Regions from separate parts of the Mus musculus genome. Here regions 1, 2, 4 and 5 are each linked to region 3. The links are chromatin contacts, called in public Hi-C maps. All regions are on one chromosome and are shown on one strand. The core of a region is the stretch at or near the end of the contact, and the rest is flanking DNA. Distances in the headings are between cores, read along the strand shown. Region 1 overlaps Wwox (WW domain-containing oxidoreductase). Region 2 has its middle 76 kb from the start of Gm39256. Region 3 has its middle 250 kb from the start of Gm39256. Region 4 overlaps Gm39256 (a long non-coding RNA gene). Region 5 has its middle 110 kb from the start of Gm39256.

Region 1 (2,700 bases), core at 171-2,670, 160 kb after region 3:
GAGAGAACCTGAAAAGGAAGTTATTTGAATTATGCACTCCTTTAAGGAGAAAATGCTATCCCACAAGTGGAGACGTCCACACTGAAAAACAGACGTTGTTCTATCCGAGATTTTCAGTGAGCTGCTCTATCAAATGAGTAAGAGCATTCTTAGGTGGGCACCACTGAGTCAGGCACTAGAAGGTACCTTTCAGGTACTCCTTTGCAAAGGTCAAACATTTCCAGATTGTGCTATGACCTTTTGCCGGGTCATCTCAGGTTCCAGAAGCCAAGATCCTAGATTCCCACAACTCCTGATGTCTTCCCTCATGAAGATAGACCTACAGTGGGGAACAAAGAACTGTGCTCCTGAACCTATGGAAGAGCACAAATGTGATTCCAGACAGAAGCCTACTACTGAGGCCACAGTGAGCGTACAAATCAGTGTGTGCCTGAAAGCAGGAGATGAGGGGTTGAATGGGATTCGACGAGTTCTGCCATTGTTTTGTTATAGTGGGAGAAAATTCAAGTTCGAGGGCAGCATATTACAGAAATGATAAGCTGACATTTGGCACAACCAAATAAGACCTTAGGGAGCTCTTAGTGTATAACTGGGAACAATCCACAGCCCGTTCAAGACTTTCAGAGCAAGCAGTGGCCAGGACTCCTGAATCCTGAGGTCCACTGATGCACACGCCCCAGAACTTTGGTACTTGGTGGCTCCCTGCTCCACTATACTCTGCCTCTGCCTCTGTTTGCAGCAACTTCCCACAGAAAAGGTTCCTTCGCACAGCCTCTAGAGTGAGCTTCTAGTTTTTAGCACAGACTTCTGAATGGTTGAGAGCACTTCTCATTCCCAGACATGATTTTTTTATTTGTTTTCTCCTTTCCCAACTAAAAGAAAGTGCATTCCCCAAACCTCCACCCTGCCTCAAGGGTTTTGTCTAGCTGTTCCTTACTGAATATGATCTTGAATAAACACATATTAATGATCGAAGGGATGGGTGGGTGGATGGATGGATGATAGATGGATGGATGGATGGATGGATGGATGGATGGATGATGGATGGATGGATGGATGGTTGGGCTAGATGACCATGAACTGTGGTGTATGCCTCTAGACACCTGTGTACTATTTTATAGCAGAGAGAGAGAGAGAGAGAGAGAGAGAGAGAGAGAGAGAGAGGGAGGAATGTGTAAGGACAGCCTCCCATGAGGCTAGACTCATACCCTGACCCTGGCCCACTCAGACCCACCAAGTTAAGAAATAGCTCTTGATGTGCCTTCCAGTAACATTAATTGTTGGTCATAAAACTTCAAAGCAACAGATATTTATAGCTTGATTAGAGCCCTCTTTTTCCACAGACCCTCACCACAGCACTTTCCAGCTCAGTTCCCATGAGTGTACTGAAAACAGCCTCCTGCCCACTTCCTGTCGAAGCCAGTTCCTTAACCGCCCAGGTCCTGAGGCTGGCTGCCCCCTCCCTTTTGTTCCAGCGTGCAGTCTTTCGGTTTCTCTTGGGTTTTCTCGGTTGGTTTCTTACTTTTTTTAAAAATTTCTTCACTCCTTTTCTCAGGCACCCAGATCCCCTGCTGAACCACCCCCAGAGTCGGCATGTCAACAGGGGCCATCCAGTGAGTGCACGATGGTGCCCTTCTCAAAACAGCCTTCCAGGGGAAAACATGCTTTTTCTGTGAAGTTTCTCAGGGTCCTCCAGACTAAAATGGATAATGGGTTCACTCTTCCTGGAAGCTTGAGAGACCGGAAAAATACTGAGCTAGTGCGACAATTCAAAGATCCTAGCCAGAGGCAACCCCTAGTTTGAGTATAGAAAGGTGGAGTCCTACCATCGAGTGAGTGTGCTTGTGTGCCCTACCTTGCGTGTGTGTGAACTTCCAATGTCATTCTTTAGGCACTCATATATTCATGCTGTTTGGGAGTTTATTTTGTTGGGGGTGGGAGTGGGGGCTTTGTTTTGAGGCTGGGTCTCTCACTGAGTCCTGGGGCTCTTCAATTCTTCTATGCTAACCCACAAGCTCCAAGGATCCATTGGCCTCCACCTCCTCAACTTGGGACCATAAGCATCTGTCACCATCCCTGGCATTTTTTTTAAAAGCATGGGTCCTGAGATCAAATGCAGGTCTCCATGCTTACAAGGCATACTCTACAGATAGGGAAAGGGTCAGAAGCTAGAGAGATGGCTGGCTCAGAAGTTAAAAGTGCACACTGCTCTTGCAGAGGACCTGAGTTCGGCTCCCAGCAGCCACTGCAGGCAGCTCACAACCACCTGTAACTCCAGCTCCGGGAGTTCCATTGTCTCTGGCCTCTGAGAACACCTGTGCACACGTGCCTATCTCCCATAGGCATACATGTTGTTAGAAATAAAACAATTTAAGGTTAATAAGTCTGCTAGGCAGCTAGAACATGACAGAGACATCTCCTGTCTTCACCTTCCAGATGACTTCCTGAAAACGCGATTTTTGTGTGCACCTTGTACATTGAATTTTAGAAGGGTATGGGGGTGCCAAGCTAATTGGACTTGATCCCCTGGCTGATAGTGGTTATGTTCAGGATATGTTGAGTTCATCATGCTCGCTCCCCAAGTTTAGCATTAGGAAGAAAAGTAAACTGAAAAGCTACACAACACAGGGTCTCCTTTGAAGGGGGAAGGTAAACTGTGTGCCCATTCAGCTTTAAAAGGGAGCCTCATGGGCCTTCATT
Region 2 (2,700 bases), core at 191-2,690, 170 kb before region 3:
TAGGTCACCCAACAAGTGGAGGTACCACAACAACCAGGTATGGGAGTGGAGTTGGCCTCATGTCTCTGCTCGCTTCAGTAAAAGAAATGTAGTGGAGCTAGCCAAGCAGAAGAAACAACGCAGAGCTGCAGACCAGCAAACACTGTCTGGCATGAGTCTCAAAGTTAGATATATGCATATACAAATGCACGCTTGTGTTTATGGATACCAAGATGGTCATGGGGGAGATGCTATTGCAGAAAAGTCCTCTTGAGTGCCATCTCGTGAAGCTGTTTTGGAATTGCTGTTAAAGCATTGTATTTGCCCATCAGTGGCAGAGCTTACGGTTATAAATCATCTGAACTTCTGGTAATAGTTCACTTGATTTGTGTCAGTATGGGCTTCCCTGTATCACATGTATAGTCAAAACTCCAATGTCATGGAGTCAAAACTCCAATGTCGTGTTTCCATCCACATTGAAGGTCTGGATGACACGGCGAGGCATGAAGAGAGACTCAGAGCAGCTCAGGCTTGGACCTGATGGCTGGTTAACACCCATCTGACACTTTCTGATGTGGACAGCTAGTAAATATTCTAAGACTCTGAGGCCATGTGTTCTTTATTAGGACTTGGGTTACACGAAAGGGTTTAACCTCAAGACTCCTTCCAGATAACCAAATCCACAGTTGTTCCCGTCCCTTATATAAAGCAAGGTACTGTTTACAGATAACCCACATGCATGCCATTAGATATTTTAATCATCTCTACGTGATTTATAATACCCAACACAATATAATTTTTTATTATTTATTTTGACTGTTTTGAGACAAGCCTGATGTAGTCTAGGCCGGCCTCAAACTAAAAATGGCCTTGACCTTCTGATCCTCCTTGCTCCACCAGTTCAGTACTGTGCTCCCAGGAGCGACCACCACATCTAGCTAAATGCCTTAAAAAATCACTATCGCATGATATTATTAAGGAACTTGTGATAAGAGAAACAAATATATACATGTTTAGCTCAGATACATCCCCCCTAATATTACTGACCCATAGTCGGTTGCCTCTGAGCATGAGGAACCAAAAGATAAGTGTATTCTGCCATGGGTCACAAAAAGTATTCAAGTTTTCGCAGATCATGCTTAATAAGATGGGGTCACTTTGTCCTAGTTAAACTTGACTTGCACAGATAGGTCAAGGACAGGGCTCGGCCTTTCCTTGAAGTCCAGCAAGGGACCTAAATACAACAAGATGCCTCTAAATATTAGTATACTCTTTCCTGGCTTGAGGGCACAGTTACAGGATTTTGGGGCATTTCAGTATCAGTGGGTGTGGCTGTAAATTAGGACAGCAAGGATCTAACTCTGGAAGATGGCCCGAAGTCTCCAGGAAAAGAGCTATGCTGACTTCTTGCTAGCTTTCTTCCTGGGCTGTCTGATGTCTTGTCTTCAATGAGCATATTTTACTATTGCTCCGAAGAAGATGTTTTTTTACATGCACACGCTTCAAGCGTTTTGCTGACTCAGAGGAGAACGTTTCATTTTAATCCCCAACATGGAAGCTATTTGCATTTTTTCAATAACTAGCTGCAGTTATGATTCAGAATTAAAGCTTAAACCACAAAATAACACGAAGGAGTTTAGGCCCCCGGCCTGCGATGCTTCTAGGAAGGTAAGGTCATGACTTCCTCTTTTGAAGATTTAGCTGACAGGGACATGAGTAAAGAGAAGGGGAGTGGTTTGGGAAGAACTGCCTTGGGTACTTGTGTAAAATACCATCTCCTCTCTTGTCGCATGAAAGATTCTCTGTGTGGCCTCCTGTAGATAGGAAGTACCTGTGCTGGTATACAGAAGGTGCTTATAAGTGTTTATTAAAAGGGCCACATACATCACCTTCTCTTTTCCCATAATGCCTAGCTCAGGGCCTGACATTGATGCAGATACCCTCTTAATCTAAGCAAACAGATAATGTGCATATTTGTGAAAGAGCTTTGTCTCCAGGTCAGGATGCCCAGTCTCGTTCCAGGTCCCGAGCACATGGCTTTCCCTAAGTAAATGATAATAAAGAGACACATTTTCCTGGAGGGCATCATCCTGAGTGAGGTAACACATTCACAAAGAAACTCACACAATATGTATTCACTGATAAGTGGATATTAGCCCCAAACCTAGGATACCCAAGATATAAGATATAATTTGCTAAACACATGAAACTCAAGGAGAATGAAGACTGAAGTGTGGACACTATGCCCCTCCTTAGATTTGGGAACAAAACACCCATGGAAGGAGTTACAGAGACGGAGTTTGGAGCTGAGATGAAAGGATGGACCATGTAGAGACTGCCATAGCCAGGGATCCACCCCATAATCAGCATCCAAACGCTGACACCATTGCATACACTAGCAAGATTTTATTGAAAGGACGCAGATGTAGCTGTCTCTTGTGAGACTATGCCGGGGCCCAGCAAACACAGAAGTGGATGCTCACAGTCAGCTAATGGATGGATCATAGGGCTCCCAATGGAGGAGCTAGAGAAAGTAGCCAAGGAGCTAAAGGGATCTGCAACCCTATAGGTGGAACAACATTATGAGCTAACCAGTACCCCGGAGCTCTTGACTCTAGCTGCATATATATCAAAAGATGGCCTAGTCGGCCATCACTGGAAAGAGAGGCCCATTGGACTTGCAAACTTTATATGCCCCAGTACAGGGGAATACCAGGGCCA
Region 3 (2,700 bases), core at 31-2,530:
CAGGGGATGGTTGGCTGACATGTACAGAGTGACTGGACACTTCTGTTGCATCAGAGCAGCTTGCTTACAAACTCTGAGATTTAAAGGTATTTATGTGCCTGCGGGATGGTATCGTAGAAATGTCATGGGACAGTTGCTGTTGAGACTATTGGTCTTCTGACGTCTCTACTCCCATATTTCTAAGTGGAAAAGCAAGCACCTGGGGCTCTGATAGGATTTTCCCTTCACTGCCTAGCTCCCATCCCAGTATGTGTGTGTGTGTGTGTGTGTGTGTGTGTGTGTGTGTGTGTGTGTATGCATGTGTGTAGGGAGCTGATAGGGGTGGGACTGATCTGGAACCTTCCAAGTCATACTCTTTGGGGTCACTAATGAATAGCAGAAGGTCGCCTTCCAAGCCACCGAGAACTCTTTTCCTGTTTCTCTTTTCTCCATCACGAATACATTGGTTCTTGAGAGCTGGTTGAGCTATGGAGCTCCTGCACGTAAATTTAGAATTATGCCCAGAGGAAGCCAACGCCCACCTGATGCAATGGAAGGCCTGTAGTAAAACCCTTCCCTCCGGGGCTGGTCTACAAAAGACTGGCAGGAGTGATGCTAAATTCCCAGCCCCCTTCCTTTTAGAAAAGGAAACTAAGACCCCAACATAGGTACTGGTTGCCCCCCCCAAGGCTGTAGGAATCAGAATACGTATGTATCTCTCTTCTGTTCTTGTTCTATCCTGTACTTTCTTCTCTGTCCTGAGCAGATATCCTGGCTAGAAGGCCTCCCCTGATCCTCCTTGCTTTCAAGAACTATGTTACACACCCTTTCTTTCTAACGCCAATCAACACAAGAAAAAGTTCCTGGGAGCCCTCAAGGGCACACAGTGTGACCTGGCTCAGGAAGAGTCCTTCTTTCCAAGGGCTTCCTCAAGCCTTTCTATCCTGACTGCTCAGTCATCCCCTGGTCTCCATATTTCTGTGGTTTTGAGTCTCCATTGAGTTTACAATACTGGAGAGACATGGTGGGTTGTAGGCATCCACGAGCCCCTTGGAGCAGTGCATTTGCTCTCCACTTGAGAAAATTGGTGAGGTTGGGCGTATCTCTCAAGTTTCGTTTCTGGATTTAAGATGGTACTAGAACCCAGCAAGCCCTTGGCACAGGCATCAGCTCGGGCAGAATTTCTTCAGAGGTTGCCTTACAAAATAGAAACTAGGTCCCTGGAGGTCTGAGGTGGTCACATCCCTCCACTTCCCTTCTTATGTGGCTGCCCCACACCCTACAGGGGCAATTTGCATGAGAGGAAGTCTGAGAGGCAGGGACAGCCCCCAGCCTTCAAGTCACAGGCCACAGAGAAGGAAGATGAGGCAAATCTAGAGTGAGTCTCATTCCATTCTAGCCCCCGAAGTTCACTGGGGTTTCAAAATGGCCATATTCTCTCCCCCACCCCCCACCCCATGACCTTATTTCTACATGGGGGAACCTCGGGTTGTCATTTCATCACAACTTGCTCTTAGATTGAGGAGGGGGAGAACAAAAGACAAGGAGACTGGTAGACAAAGTAGGATTTTGGCTCACTTGGGGTGGTAGCTGGGTTTTCAGCCCCACCCCCTCACCTCCCGTTTCATTGCCACTTATGATGAAAGAGAAACAGGTAGGAAGAGAGGCTCTCCATGAGAACTGCCAGGGGTCCCTCACAAGGGCTCCGTGCCATAAGAACCTACCTGTAGGACAGAACAAAATCAAGTTCGAATGATTGAGTATAGGGGACAAGATAAGGAAGAGGCACGACTCCTTCAGGTGCCAAGAATCACTGGGCCACTGCTGTTAGAAGCCATTCATTCTATCACCAGACTAAGCCCAGTCCTGCTCCTGTCTCCTATCCCATTGTGAGTTCTGATTCTACACTGTAAGGCAAGTATTATAGGTTTGGTCCAATGTTGTTTGGATTATGTTAATCTGGGTCCCCAAAATGTATACAAGAGTCAGCATATCCACTCGTAAGACACTGAGGAAACCCTGCCCCCAGTTGATTTTGATTGGTAAATAAAGTTGTCAGTGGGCAATGGTTGGGCAGAAAGACAGAGGTGGGACTTTTAGGATTCCCAGACAAGGGACAGAGGAAGGAGGAAGGGAGGGAGAGATCCACCAAGCTGGGAGAAGGAGAACCAAGACACCATGCCTAAGAAGTGCAGGACAGAGAGTATAGCTGACATGTAGGAGCCAAGGGATCATGGCCCAAGAAGGCTACTAGTCTGGGTCTAGGGCAGCAAAGATGAAATATAGATTTTTAGTAAGTAATAACTCAGGGATATCAAAGGGGGTAGAATAGCCACAAGGAGGTTAGAAAGTGACCCGATCATTGAGCTATTTAGGCTTACCAAAATATAAAGGCTGTGTGTGTGTGTGTGTGTGTGTGTGTGTGCACAGATTCCATTCCAGAACCCAGAACACTGGGGTGAGTAGCACCACCGTTGGAATTAATTTGAGTAGCATTAATTTGGTACTGATACAGGCAAGCACCTGGACAACTAGGGCAGTGATCAGTTACTGTGGGCACTTGAGACTAAGAATCCAAAATTGTGACAGGCTCCACAATGAGAGGAAAGTAAAGAGACTTTCCATAAAGATTTGGGCAAGAGAACGACAGAAAGGTAGGAAAATAATGTATCAACCAAATGCTTCAAGGGCTTTTTTATTTCCTTTAAGTATCACAGTCCT
Region 4 (2,700 bases), core at 4-2,503, 220 kb before region 3:
TGGCTGGCTTGTGGAAGAAACAGCTCAGGGTTGGAAAATGGTCTGTTCAAAGAGGTAGCCAGTCCACAAGGCTAGGGAAATCTGTACTGAAGGAAAGATCCAACAGGAGATGAGGAGGCCTGTTTCCCATGGTGAAAACAGACACTCTGATTGAGCAAGCTGTGGGAGCCTGGAAGAGGCTTCCTCGATAGGCAATGAGGTCCCTGTCACAGGTAATAATCCTGAGAGTCCAAAGCAGGGAAATCTGGAGAAAAGATCTCTGTGTTTGGTGACAGGCTAGAGAGATGACATCTCAGTCCCCTAAGATGCTTTATTTTATATATGACGGATGGAGCCGTGAGGTGTGTCAGTCTGCGGCTTTCTTGCCACATCTAATCAAGGCAATATTTCTGGATAAAAACCTAGAAGGGTTTTTGGAACATATGCTCGGGAGCTTGAGGCAAGGAGGACCAGGTTGCAGCGTAGGCTCTTAAGGGAACTGTACAACCACAGGTACCTCGGAAATCTCTGCATCCTTGTTTCGTCATCTGGAAGCTGAAGCACAGGTGTCACACAGGGACAGTGTGGACTCTGCAGCTGAGAGAATGCCAAGCACTGGATATAAACAAGTGGCGAGGGCAGATTTGCACTAGCATGCCCACACCCACACACAGGCATGTGCACCCACACATACATGCATGCACTCATGCAGCCAGTGCAGAACCAGGACTGTGCTTTTGGGAGCCCAGCACAAGCACACTTAAGCTATCCTGCCTCTCCATGCACTCTAGTCTTCTTTATTTTAAAATTAAAAAGTGTTCACGCAACGGCATTTTTATTCTCATTAAAGACGATGAAAACTTTATGGCTTCCCCCCTAGAATCAAGACCTGAATTTATTACTGTTTATATTCGGATTTGAGGCTTGCCTAGAACCAACTCATCTTGTGTCCCCCCTCTCTCACACAGGACTGTAGAAAGAGCATGTTTGCGAAGTAATGAGGATGGAGAGTTAGAGGCTGATTTTCTTCCCTTCCCCACTTTTTTTTTCTTTCTTTTTTTTTTTTTTCTTTTTGCAAAGGAAACTCCTCCTCGGAGCTGGCATGGCATTATTAAAAATAATAAAGCAGGAGGTTGGGAAGGAGAAGGTAAATAAGGTGATTCATACATCATCTGCAAAAGACACCTAAGGAAGGCAGAGCGAAATCATTGCCTGTTTGGTGTGCAAGGAGATTCTCATGAGTCAGCGTCTACCGCTTCCGTTCTCCCCCAGCTGCGGCTTCAGGCTTGGCTGTGTCATCGGTGGGTGGGCCAGTTTGTGGCTCCTCCTGATCTGTACATACACATGCGCACGTACACATGCACACGGACACACACACACACACACACACACACACACATGGGCATTAGTGTGTATATGTGTCACACCAATGTGCAAGAGCTACTCTTTTCCAGGACTCAGGACAAGTGTGTGTCCTTGTGTTCAGGGGAAAAACAAAACAAAACAAAACAAAACAAAATAAAAACATGTCAAGAAAGTACTGGAGAACTCACAAACTCAAGAGTCCTCTGAGCTCTGTGAGAGTCAGCTCACACGCCAGGATGCCCTGTCACCTGTTGTGTGTTTTTGCCTTGTGGTTCTGGCAGCAGAATTGAGTGTGTGCCTTTACAGTATCTCTTTGGTCAGCAGTCTTTCAGAGACAGGGTGCACACGTGAGACACGTCCCATTCTGGAACTCTGTAAACCAGAGCACCCTCTATGTGGCTTCACCACAAATGAAAGTAGAGGCTGCCGAAAAGATAGTGGTGACATTCAATAGCCATCACCAGGAACCAGTTGGTGAACCCCATTAAAGCCTGGAAGGAATATCATGGCATCATTTTCCAAATATGCATATCCCTAGGGAAACAAAGGGTATTTTCAGTACCAATAACTTATATTGATTGAGTCACAGGCCATAGCACAGGGGCAGGGGGATTTTGCATGTGCTGAACTCAGAGTCAACCTAAAACATGAACACAGGTGCTGTACCCACTTTTCAGACAAAGAAACTGCGGCACTGGAAGGTCTAGCAGCTTTCCTAAGCTTGCACAACTGGCAAGTGGCAGAGAGGTCTTGCTAATCTACTTCTAGAGCCCTCCCTGGTAATGGCTCCACCTGACGTGCATCAATGCAGGGGCCAGACCCCTGGTCCCTCCTTCTACATCAGCACTCCCTGGCCCATCTGCCTGGAATGTTTTCACATCTCCTTTCTTCCATTCTTTCTATAAATTCTGGGTGCAGACCTTATTGCTAAGCGGTTTCTCCTGGCAAGAGTAGGCAAGGTTCTGACAAAAGCACACTCACCCAATAGGAGTAGTGGCTCAGGCCTGTCGTCCCAGCACCTGGAAGGCTGAGGCAGGAGGTTTCTCACAAGTTGGAACCCAGCCAGAGCTGCATAGGTCTAAGCCAACCACCTCTCAAATAAAAGCTACAGACTGTGTCTAAAACAAAACCTTCACCGAAACCCATGGAATGGGAGAGATTTGGCTCTTTTGTAGCTAGGACTACAGTGTTTAAAAACCCAGGGCTCAAAACAACACACATCCCCCAGAGAAACCAGCAGGCCAGGAGAAGGCCCTGCCAGGCTAGGGCCCAGCTGAGAGTGGATCACATGCTCGGGCCAAGGAAACAGCAGCACTGGCCAAGCTCCCCAGGTCTTTCCTACCCTGCGCTGGCCCA
Region 5 (2,700 bases), core at 71-2,570, 130 kb before region 3:
TTCCACCAGGCAGTGCTGTGCTGGCCCCCAAGCCCATTCTCCCATCTCCGTTTCTACCATGTCCATTTCCAGGGGTGCTGGTGGCTAAAGGCGAGGGGAGCTGGGATTTGGAGAGGGTTATTGTTGTTCTGTGCCAATCAAATCATTCCTGGTGAGTGGGGCCTGAAGAGGCAGGCCCATGGCTGTTGCCTTAAAGCATGGGTACTTGTCACAGGGAAAAACAGAGTCAGAGAACTGGTGAGCTTGCTCAGCTCCCACAGACCCCACGAGGTTCAAAGGTACCTGGCAGTCTTGGAAGGTGTCTCAGGCCTTTAATTGAAGATGGTCTAGGTGGGCAGGATGAGTGTAGAGTGATTCAAGAGATGTGTTTCTTAAGGTGTGTGGGGGGGGGGGGGGAGCATTGGGACAAAAAGAAAGAGAGAAAAAGAAAACAGCTAGGTCCATTTCTTGCAATGTTTAGCTCACTTATTGAGCTCAACTGTGTTTACTGAATCTCAAGATCAGGAGATTACAAATGTCTCTCGCTGAAGTGAATCTATACTTGAGGGAATGTAGAACACACATGAAAGGAAATTGTTTCCAAGATGAGAGTGGGGACCCAGTGGTCCAGTCTCTTTAATGTTGTCACTACAAGTTCCAGGGACACACTCACACTGGGGTTTAAGTGGTAGCCCTGGGGGTGCCACCTTCCTGGCAGGTGGAGGCTAGCACAATTTGAACTTTCTAGTCTATGGGCAAAACTTCTCCCCCTACCTACACCAACCCCCTCAGAGCATACAGTATGCATAATTCCACAATTACAATATAATATGCACATTCCTGCAATCTTTCTAACCTGCAAAGTGTTTTTAAGATAACATTTTACCTGGTCTTTTGGACAGGGGATGGCAGGAAGCCTTTGGGTTTGGAGAGTAAATGACCATTCCAGCCTGTATCTATAGCTCAGAGTTAAGTTTCAGGCACATGGTGGTAAGTAGGGTGTTTGAGGAAGGAGATGGTGGAGAGAGGAAAGGGGAGAGAGAGGGGGAGTGGGAGGAAGGGAAAGGGAAAGAAGGAGCTGTAGGGAAGGAAGAAGGTAGGAAACAGGAAGCTCGGGAGAAAAGAATAAAGAAAGCCAAAGTGAGAGAGAGGAGGAGAGGGAAGAGAGCAGTTTGTGATGTATCCTTTACTTTCAGTTCCGGTTCCAGATGAATAGAAGAGAAACCGTGGGGCTTAAGGACTTATTAACAGCGTTTAAGTCAGGGATGTGGTGTGAATCCTGGCCTCTGTCTCCACACCACACTCTCTCATTCCACCCACTCTCCGGGAAATCCTCTTCAAGCACAAAGGGGAGGGAGCCTGTCCGCCCACTCATTCCTCTGAGGCACCGGCTTCCTCGCACAGGAAACCAGGGTGAGCTCTCTCCCTGCCTGACAAGGACCTCTTCTCCATGACCCTTGACCTCCCTCATGGGACCCTTGACATGACCTAACCTTCTTCGTGTTCCTTGGCTTCAAGTTGGAACACAACAGAAAGACTACAAATGACAGGTGCGGCCACGAGCCAGAGAATGGCTGAGGCATTCTTGAAACAAGCTGGGAGCTCGCTTCCTCCCAAGAATGCCTCGGTGCGATCTGAGTTTAAATTCCAGTGAGTCAGGACTTACAGGGTGTTATTATGCTTGTAACATTTTTATAATGAAGCTGTGTCTGTAAGTAGGTAAGAAAATATAATCTTTGACATGGGGAAAAATGAGTGATGGGCTATGTTACCAAGATGACCAAAGGGACTTCCTGGAGCAGGCTGAGCAGTTGTTAATGGGTCGTGCTGTGGCCGTGATATTCGGAATAATTAAACCAGGATACTACAGAAATCCCAGTAGCAGAAGCACAGTGACAAGATCATATCCCCACCTGACACACACACACACACACACATACACACACACACACACACACACACTCACACACACACTCACACTCACACACACGCATTCACACAAACTTTCCAAGGCTCCTAACAGAACAAAGCGGTTTTTACTCTCACAAAATCTTTATGAATTGCCATCCTTGAGGTGACGTTAGAGACTTTATGATCACATTTAGGTAGCTTCTTTAAATTATTGAAGGCATTTCAGAGGGCCTCGTCTCTTGGAACAGAGCTAGGAGAGAGGTCCCCGTCCCCCATCTGGAGGTGGGTTAATGATGGTGTTTCTACCGTACAACGCATCCAGGACACCGAGGTTAATAAAACCCGTAGCTCTTCTTCATGGGTACCAGGGGATGGTTAATGTTCAAGACTGTGCAGGACCTCGGCTTAATGTTCCGTATGAAGGATCGACCTGCCAGACGGTACCCTCCCTGGTGCCAGCCTTGCATATTAGCACATGCCAGAAAGGGGCTAAGCAATCTAAGAAGTTAGGTGCTTTTTATCCAACTGGGGGGGGGGGGGCATGAGCCAGTGATCTTTCTATGCCCCCATGCCTCAATTTAGGGTCAGCTACTGCTCTTATAGAGAACCCTGGACAAAGTGCTAGGGTTTTCAATGTCTATTGCTCCTGGCTCTGGATGAGAACAAGTCTCTCCATACTGGGCTCCAATCCTTTGTTAGGGGCATCTAAAAGAATAGGGTTCTCTCCTCCTTTGACACACATACATGGAGAGATCTGGGACAGTATAAAGTGATATGTTGGTTTTAAACTTAGAAACAAAGGGTTTTCAT

What was found. A called contact is a pair of places that touch in the nucleus more often than the background predicts.
Region 1: a Hi-C map of Th1 cells shows a contact between it and region 3, with 3 times the contacts expected there. The contact joins two enhancer-like sites. A contact is called at or near these places in 1 of 15 datasets of contacts at CTCF or cohesin (CD8 T cells), 9 of 484 Hi-C or Micro-C datasets (B cells, CD8 T cells, Th1 cells and 5 more) and 5 of 115 datasets of contacts at active chromatin or transcription factors (CD8 T cells, bone marrow-derived macrophages, effector CD8 T cells and 2 more).
Region 2: a Hi-C map of Th2 cells shows a contact between it and region 3, with 2.4 times the contacts expected there. The contact joins two enhancer-like sites. A contact is called at or near these places in 4 of 484 Hi-C or Micro-C datasets (Th2 cells, monocyte-dendritic cell progenitors, nephron progenitors and 1 more).
Region 4: a contact with region 3 is called in a Hi-C map of Th2 cells, with 1.9 times the contacts expected there. The contact joins two enhancer-like sites. A contact is called at or near these places in 4 of 484 Hi-C or Micro-C datasets (the MNK3 cell line, Th1 cells, Th2 cells and 1 more) and 2 of 115 datasets of contacts at active chromatin or transcription factors (bone marrow-derived macrophages and microglia).
Region 5: a contact with region 3 is called in a Hi-C map of bone marrow-derived macrophages, with 33 read pairs. The contact joins two enhancer-like sites. A contact is called at or near these places in 4 of 484 Hi-C or Micro-C datasets (the MNK3 cell line, bone marrow-derived macrophages, embryonic fibroblasts and 1 more).

Annotation. Positions count from the first base shown.
Region 1 is chr8:115,232,986-115,235,685 of GRCm38.p6, reverse strand. The region is part of intron 8 of Wwox (WW domain-containing oxidoreductase); the gene reads right to left. Among named protein-coding and RNA genes, the nearest start is that of Gm39257, 270 kb to the right of the region's middle. Within about 2 kb of position 1,420, at least 74 of the 459 cell types and tissues checked have an H3K27ac peak or open chromatin away from gene starts, as enhancers often do. A contact at or near this core is called in CD8 T cells, Th1 cells, Th2 cells and 4 more, where this site is marked.
Region 2 is chr8:115,567,546-115,570,245 of GRCm38.p6, reverse strand. No RefSeq gene overlaps it. Among named protein-coding and RNA genes, the nearest start is that of Gm39256, 76 kb to the left of the region's middle. Within about 2 kb of position 1,440, at least 14 of the 459 cell types and tissues checked have an H3K27ac peak or open chromatin away from gene starts, as enhancers often do. A contact at or near this core is called in Th2 cells, where this site is marked.
Region 3 is chr8:115,396,786-115,399,485 of GRCm38.p6, reverse strand. No RefSeq gene overlaps it. Among named protein-coding and RNA genes, the nearest start is that of Gm39256, 250 kb to the left of the region's middle. Within about 2 kb of position 1,280, at least 79 of the 459 cell types and tissues checked have an H3K27ac peak or open chromatin away from gene starts, as enhancers often do. A contact at or near this core is called in CD8 T cells, the MNK3 cell line, Th1 cells and 7 more, where this site is marked.
Region 4 is chr8:115,617,119-115,619,818 of GRCm38.p6, reverse strand. Gm39256 (a long non-coding RNA gene) reads left to right here. Exons shown (of 2, transcript XR_879215.3): 2 at 1-2,700. Among named protein-coding and RNA genes, the nearest start is that of Gm39256, 26 kb to the left of the region's middle. Within about 2 kb of position 1,253, at least 65 of the 459 cell types and tissues checked have an H3K27ac peak or open chromatin away from gene starts, as enhancers often do. A contact at or near this core is called in the MNK3 cell line, Th1 cells, Th2 cells and 2 more, where this site is marked.
Region 5 is chr8:115,528,636-115,531,335 of GRCm38.p6, reverse strand. No RefSeq gene overlaps it. Among named protein-coding and RNA genes, the nearest start is that of Gm39256, 110 kb to the left of the region's middle. Within about 2 kb of position 1,320, at least 38 of the 459 cell types and tissues checked have an H3K27ac peak or open chromatin away from gene starts, as enhancers often do. A contact at or near this core is called in bone marrow-derived macrophages, where this site is marked.